2 separate regions of the Hordeum vulgare genome follow, and region 2 is linked to region 1. Evidence: chromatin contacts called from public Hi-C data. All regions are on one chromosome and are shown on one strand. Each heading gives the region's core, a stretch centred on a gene start, on an enhancer-like site or on the middle of the called end of the contact. The rest is flanking DNA. Distances are from core to core; before and after follow the strand shown. Region 1 holds the start of LOC123429162 (carbon catabolite repressor protein 4 homolog 1-like). Region 2 has its middle 130 kb from the start of LOC123429162.

Evidence for each region. Hi-C and Micro-C count contacts between places; a contact is called where the count stands out from the background.
Region 2: a contact with region 1 is called in a Hi-C map of leaf, with 3 times the contacts expected there. The contact joins the enhancer-like site here to the promoter of LOC123429162 in region 1. A contact is called at or near these places in 2 of 6 Hi-C or Micro-C datasets (leaf and seedling) and 1 of 1 datasets of contacts at active chromatin or transcription factors (embryo).

What each region holds. Positions count from the first base shown.
Region 1 is chr1H:223,251,444-223,254,936 of MorexV3_pseudomolecules_assembly, forward strand. It overlaps LOC123429162 (carbon catabolite repressor protein 4 homolog 1-like), which reads left to right and starts at 1,894. Exons shown (of 13, transcript XM_045113226.1): 1 at 1,894-2,082; 2 at 2,345-2,640. The coding sequence starts at 2,483.
Region 2 is chr1H:223,384,522-223,388,014 of MorexV3_pseudomolecules_assembly, forward strand. No RefSeq gene overlaps it. Among protein-coding and RNA genes, the nearest start is that of LOC123429162, 130 kb to the left of the region's middle. Within about 2 kb of position 1,695, at least 3 of the 3 cell types and tissues checked have open chromatin away from gene starts, as enhancers often do. A contact at or near this core is called in leaf and seedling, where this site is marked.

The DNA of each region.
Region 1 (3,493 bases), core at 644-3,143:
ATGAATCTATATTTTATTTTTCTTCTCTTTTCCCTTTATCTATTTTCCCCTTACATGCGCGAACATTTTTCAATTGCTGAACGTTTTTGTTTTCTTCAATAAGCAGTTTGGTTTCAAATTTGTAAAGTTACTTTTGAAAATCGATGCACTTTTTTCTAAACTGCATGACTTTTTAAAAATTGATCAACGTTTTTTGACCATTGATGAACTTTATTTTTATATTTTGTGATCTTTCTACGATAGTGATGAACTTTTTTTAGTTTGATGAAATGTTTTTGAATTTCTTCCAAAATTGATGAATCATTTTTCAATTTGATGAAATGTTTTCCAAAATTGATTGACTTTTTTGTTTCTTCGTTTATCCCTTTTTTCTTTCTTCTTCTTCGTGGTTTGATGACTTTTTTCAAATTCATGGACTTTTTCTTAAAATTGATGAACTTTTTTTGAAAATCGTATTTTTTTTGAAAATCCATGAACTTTTTAAAATTTCACTGAATTTTTTTTCAAATTCCATGGCCCGTTGGAAAAATATGGACGAACTTTCTAAAATTTAATGAATTGTTTTCAAATCGATGGATTTTTTTCAAATTTGATGGACTTTTTTCAAATTCGATGAGCTTTAAAAAAATCAATGAACTATTTTTTAAATTTCATGAAACTTGTTTGAAATTTGATGAAGTATTTTCATAAAATAAATCATCTTTTTTGAAACAGTTTTCAAATAATACAAATATCTAATAAATAACACGGATACAATTGTTCTTAAACCTTTTGCGTTCCTATCAATCACAAGCGTTTAAGAGGTGTAGTTGTTAGCACATGGCGCGACTTCAAGTCCTCGTGGACACACGGTTTTGCATATTTTTTCCGTGAGGCAATTTTGCTAGGATAGGCATCGTGGGCCAGTCCATGAGGTGGGCGACAGCCACCTGTTTAGACGCTTAAGGTGCGCCCAAACATGCGACATTACCAATTGAAGAGTACTTCTTTCAAAGATGAGTTCTACCATCTAGGTTGTGACAAGTGACGCATTTCATGTGTGCCACTTGTCGCAACCTGAAATTTTTTCCTTTTTGATAGATTCGTATTTTTCAAATGTTTTATCTCTTAAACCGTGCATTCAAATCTTGAATCGTTTTCATCGTTGGATTCCTTACGTTGAGATCTTCAAAACTATATCTCATGTTGATAGAGTTTGAAGAGTCACAAAAAAACCAAGCAAAAAATCATGTGTTTCGCGATAGAAAAGAAAACAAAGAACACGTTTGTTTTTCAATTCCGATCGTGCCCCTCGCGAATACAAAATCATGCTCTCGTGGAAGCAAAACCATGCCTATCATGAAAAAACGCGTTTATTTTTCCGTCTCAGAGAGGCACGAACAAAACCGTGCCTCTCACGGAAGCAAAGCCGTGCCTCTTATGATAGAAAAATAAACAGAAAACATGTTTTTTGTTTCCGAGAGGCACGACCATACCTCTCGCAAAAAACACAAAACACGTTTTTCATAATTTTTTCATTAAAAATTAAGAAATACAGGTGAAAAAGAAAACATCCAAAAAGGAAAAAATCCACCTTAAAAGACGAAAACACTTGAAAAAAATAATATAAAAAACGCTCAAAACACAACATGTTGTGACGACCGAGAACGCGCCAAGTAACGGCACGTGAGAATTATCGTTAAATGGCTCTCAGAAAAACGCTTCCCAACTAGTTGCTCTCCCGAAGACGAGCCCAAACAAGAGCTTCCCAAAAGAAAAACAAGCCAGCGACGATGGGCCATGAGGGCAGAGCATGTGGCCGCACGAAAAAAAGTGGAAAGCGAGAATGGAAAATGGGCTCGGCCCAAGGAGAGGAGGTAGTGATGAAGCATGTCCTAAAAAAATGTTTATGCTTCTGCTCCCAAATCCACCGCACCATCCCGGAGTCCCTCGCCGCCGAAACCCCTCCCCCCCCTTCTCTCCTACCGAAGCGCGCCTGTCATCTCGAAGCGGAGGAGCTCGCGCGGTCTCTCCTGATCTTCCTCCTCCGATCCCTTCTGCAGCTGCTGGTGTGGCGTGGCTCGAAAGCGATTCATTTTGTTGGTAAGGAAGCCCTAGCTTTGCTCGGATTGTTCTTCGTTTTTTTCTTCTCCGGTCTCCTCTTGGCCGCGAGCAATCGAATCCAGCCAGATCCCTTTATTCGAGATTGGTCTCAGTTAACCCCGTTCCATCCCATCGGTAGGGTGGACTATGAAGTCGCGGCTGGCGCATCCGCCCACCCATGTATTTTGGTCTCCATTTCGCGGAACTACGACTACAAATTTTGAGATCCCGAATTACACTACTAACAGCAGTTTATTTTCAGAAATTTTTTGGGGGTTCAACTGAACCCCCATGCCCCGTGTTAAGCCCGCCCCTGTGAGGAGCTGGAGCTGGTGCTGCTGCTGGTGCTAGTGCTGGGGCTGTGGAGAAGAGCGCAGCAGAGGAGGAGCAGGGGTGGAGGATGCTGAGTGTGGTACGGGTGCACCTGCCGTCGGAGATCCCAATTGTGGGGTGTGAGATCACCCCTTATGTGCTGCTGCGTCTGCCCAATGGCGCCATCTCCACTGACGATGTGCCTGAGACCGCTGCTGTTGATGGTCACTTCATGCGATACAGATGGTGAGCGAGAAGCTCGTGACTCTTAACTTTTGGTTCAATAGGATATGCATTGTGGAATGATTAGTTCCGCTTGTGCGTTAGTACTAGTGAATTCTGATAAAAGAAGGGTCTTTCAGTATCGATCAGATTGCTATATGCTTAACTACTTACTAAACTCAGGAAAGTACTGTTCTTCTTAATTCCGGTATATATGTAGCACAACTGTATCAATTTGGAGCATGAATTGCTCTAACAAGCCAATTTTGTGTTTTTGTAAATGAATGGAAGCACAGAGAATATTAAATGCCAATGGTTGCCTTTGAGACATAACTAGATTGTTGAGTTGGAGACGCAGTACAGTTCTCAGGACTCAGAAGTCGTATCTTGATTCCCTTACGGATAAAACTATTGAGTCTATGACATATTAAGCCACCAAATGGGATAATACAGAATGGTTATAAGAATAATTGATTATTCATCGAGCAAGTCAATAAGCTGTCTGATTTGGTTGTGCTTAGAACTCTGGACAGTTAGATAGCATTGTAAGAGTGTCGTAGTGGAGATGAAGGCTGCTTGGCTTGTAGAATGCTATCAATCGTTGGGCAAGAATGATTCTATCCATCGTGGGTGGAATGGGATTTTTGGGATTGCACTGGATCATATAAATAATTTTGTAGAGATGCGCAAGTGCTATCAATTTGTTCACTTGGGTCACATTATTCTTGGACTGTGATACATTCCTCGAGCTGAACAGCACTTCGTGAACTCAAAGAGGCTGCTTGATAGTACACTGAATTTTGGTGCCTCTGGAGCTCGAAAAGGATTATTATATTAGCTTCAGCTGCAAGTTACTTTACTTGCTTACGGTTAGGGA
Region 2 (3,493 bases), core at 445-2,944, 130 kb after region 1:
GCATCCACCTCGCCCCTGACATAATCATCTGCATCTCCCCCTTCTGCCTGACTACTCTGGTCTCCTTCGTAAACATCATCTCCAGCACGGGACGCACGAATTGACTGTGAATCATGCATCCCTACACTGCTCTCACCATACTCATAGCTACATTCCATCTCAGGTTCAGTCACCGGCTTTAGCACGGGGAGCAGTAAGGCCACAGGATGACATCCCCTATGCTCGCAAGCTTTTAACCAGTGCACCCACTGGTCGTCCCGCTCTATATGCTTCAAATACCAGAAAATATTTGCACTAGACCGGGTCCATAATGCATGAACACCGACGGTGTGAGTTTGAATATTGAACCCTAAACATTTGGCTAGCCATTCTGTCAACTAATTAACAGACCACGTTTTAGGGGAAGACAGTGGCACCTCAACTTACTGAAATTCACTAAGATCATCAGTTCCCATCTCATTTTCTCGAACAGTACCAGGACCATAATGCAAACATAACTTTACTAAATCAGACATCTCTGCTGACCTAATAAATTATTCAACAAGTAAAATTTTGAGAAGAAGGACAAACCTAAATGTGTTTCCCAAATGTATGGAAGAACCTAAGAAAATTGTGAGCTACTTAATTCACAGGCCTAAATATATCCGAATGTAACCAGAGAAACTAAAATTATTTAAAGTACTAAATGGTCTTACGTAACTATATCCAAAAAATTTAAACTATTTAATTCACTAAACTAAATATATACAAATCTACCAGATCACCTAAAAATATTTAAACTACTTAATTCACTAAACTAAATATATACAAATCTACCGAACCACCTAAAAATATTTAACCTACTAAATTCACTTAAGTGAATATGTCATAATCTAACATGATCACCTACAAATTTTTCAACTACTTAGTTCACTAAACAAACAAAAACTACCCTTGAAGCGTGATGAACGACGAACGACGCTCGACCAACACCGACAATAATCACGAACGAGCAACCGGCAGCACCACCTCCAACTCCAACGCAACAACCACATTCATCCACACCTCCACCACCACCACTCCTACCTCCACCTCAACCTCCACCACCACCACCCAAAAAAACTTGAGAAAAACAACCACGAACTACCCATCACGAGTGAGACGGATGGTTTGGCTGCCCTGACCTTACACAATAAAACTACGATGCAAAATATGGGAAAACGGGTAGTAAGAAGAATATGAGATTTTTTGTGTGGGGAGAGAAAGAAGGAGGAGAAAGAGAGAAAGGAGATAAGGAAGAATGGGAGAAGGAGGAAGAAGGTGGCATGGGGGGAGGCTGAGCGCTGGCTGTGGCCGACCACTAATCGGCCTAGCCCTAGCCGAGTGGTCCAGTCGGCCTGGTCGTAGCCGACTCGACAACGTCGATGTGGCCTGGTCATTTATTGGCCGCCACGTGACCGACAAGGCCCCTTTCGGCTACACCTGAGCGGACTGCCTCTTATCGGCCGCACGTGGGCCGACAGGCCCTAGTCGGCCACGTCTGAGTCGAGGCAACCTTATTTTAAAAAAAATTCAAATTTCCGCATTATTTTTCGAAAAGAATAAAAAAATGCAATATTTTAAAAAAATTAGCCCTGACCTGCCCAAGCAGAGCCTCCCTCGAGATCCCCTCGCAGCCAAAAAGCAACCATAACCCCAAGCCAATCCTCTGAGCCCCTTGGAAGCATCAAGGCAACCGAAGCGCGGGGTGCACCGTGTGTGCCACCGGTATTCCCGCCGCCTCTCCCCTGCGCCCGAGCCAGGTCTCACGCAAGCCGTGCCTCTCTTCTAGCCCGCCTCTGCGCCCGAGCCAGGTCTCACGCAAGCCATGCCTCTCTTCTACCCCGCCTCTGCGCCCCGATGGAGCCAGCCGCTGCTTGGAACCGCGCGGACACCGTCGCCAGGTCGAAGCTCCTCCAGCCCGTGTCGTCGGCATCTAGTAGGCCAGATCCGCGCTCCGTCCCTTCCTCTTTGTCTCCTCCCGTTCCCCCTAACCTCGTGCTCTCTCCCCCGTGACCCGTGCAGGAGCCGCAATGGCCGATGCACGTTGGAGCTCCTAAGCCGTCGCCTGCCGCCGTTGTTCACCGGATCCGGTCCCTCCTCACCGGATCTACTCGATACCTCGCGGATCCGTCCTGCCCCATTTTGATCCGCTCATTCCCAAGTATGCTCATCGCCGGAGCTCTGTTCCTGCTGTTGTTTGTCTCCTCAGTCGGGAACGAGGACTGGAGCGAGCATGTCGCTCGCTTGGCCCGCTCGTAGGCCAGCTGCTTGCCAGGCCAAGCCATGTCGGCCTAGTTGCGTCGTGGAGTCGCACCAAGCGCAGCATCCCCAGCCCCGCTAGGAGGCCGACCCATCTCACCCAACCAAGCCGCAGCCAAGCCCAGACCTCGCCCGTCCAAGCGCCCCTCCTCGGCCTAGCTCCCTCAACCAAACCGACCCACCTCGAGGTGGCCCGATGTGATTAGCCAAACGCCGACCCCCTATCCAGCACCGTGCGTGAATAATTGTTATATTGAGCCCTTAACCATAGGCCAGTTTCGAACCAGATTTGGCCCGTTAGCATTTTTCTGTTTAATGAATTTTGTCAATTATATAGATTTTACAAATTTCAGAAAAAGGCCCTAGACTTCGTCCAGATTTGGCCCGTTAGCATTTTTCTGTCCAATGAATTTTGTCAGTTATCTAGAGTTTACAAATTTCAGAAAAAAGCCCTAGACTTCATGCATATAATAACTATTTAACTGTATGTCAGATTAAAAATCTTCATATATGGAAATTTACTTATATTTTGTGTATATTAATAATATGCCATTTTCAACCATGATAAAAATGTTTAGACTTGTTGTTTTATTAAATTTGCAAAAATGTCATGTTAAAATGATTTATTAAATATCTAAATAACCATCGCTCGGATTAAAATGACCCACTTATGTAACTTGACTAGAAAAATGTGTAGGATAACATGGTGACATTTATTTTGTTGTTTAACAACATTAATATTGTGTTCTAGGTAGAACATTAATGAAATCTTAATTTGCATATGGGGACTTTTCGAAATTGTTATTCATTGTTTTGGCCTCATTTAAACTTGCCTAGAATTTTACGTATTTTCATAATATAATGTTCCATCGTTGATTTAACATACTTGTGGCTGTCATTTGCATACATTTTGCATTTATGGCATATTATCTTGTGATGATCATATCTTTTAGACCGTAACTTCGTTTTCGATGATCTTTATATGTAAATCGACTAGAATGACATGTAAAATCACATGGTTCACTTTATTTTTCTGTTTAACAAATATAAAACTTGTTTAGTTCAGATCTTTGCCAATTTCAAAATTAACATATCGGGTCATTTCGGAAATACTATAAGTTGTTTCCAACCTGATTTAAAATGCCATATAGTGTAGTTTATTTATGCTTCACCTTTTTCCTTGTTTTGACAACATGTAACATTGTCGTGTACC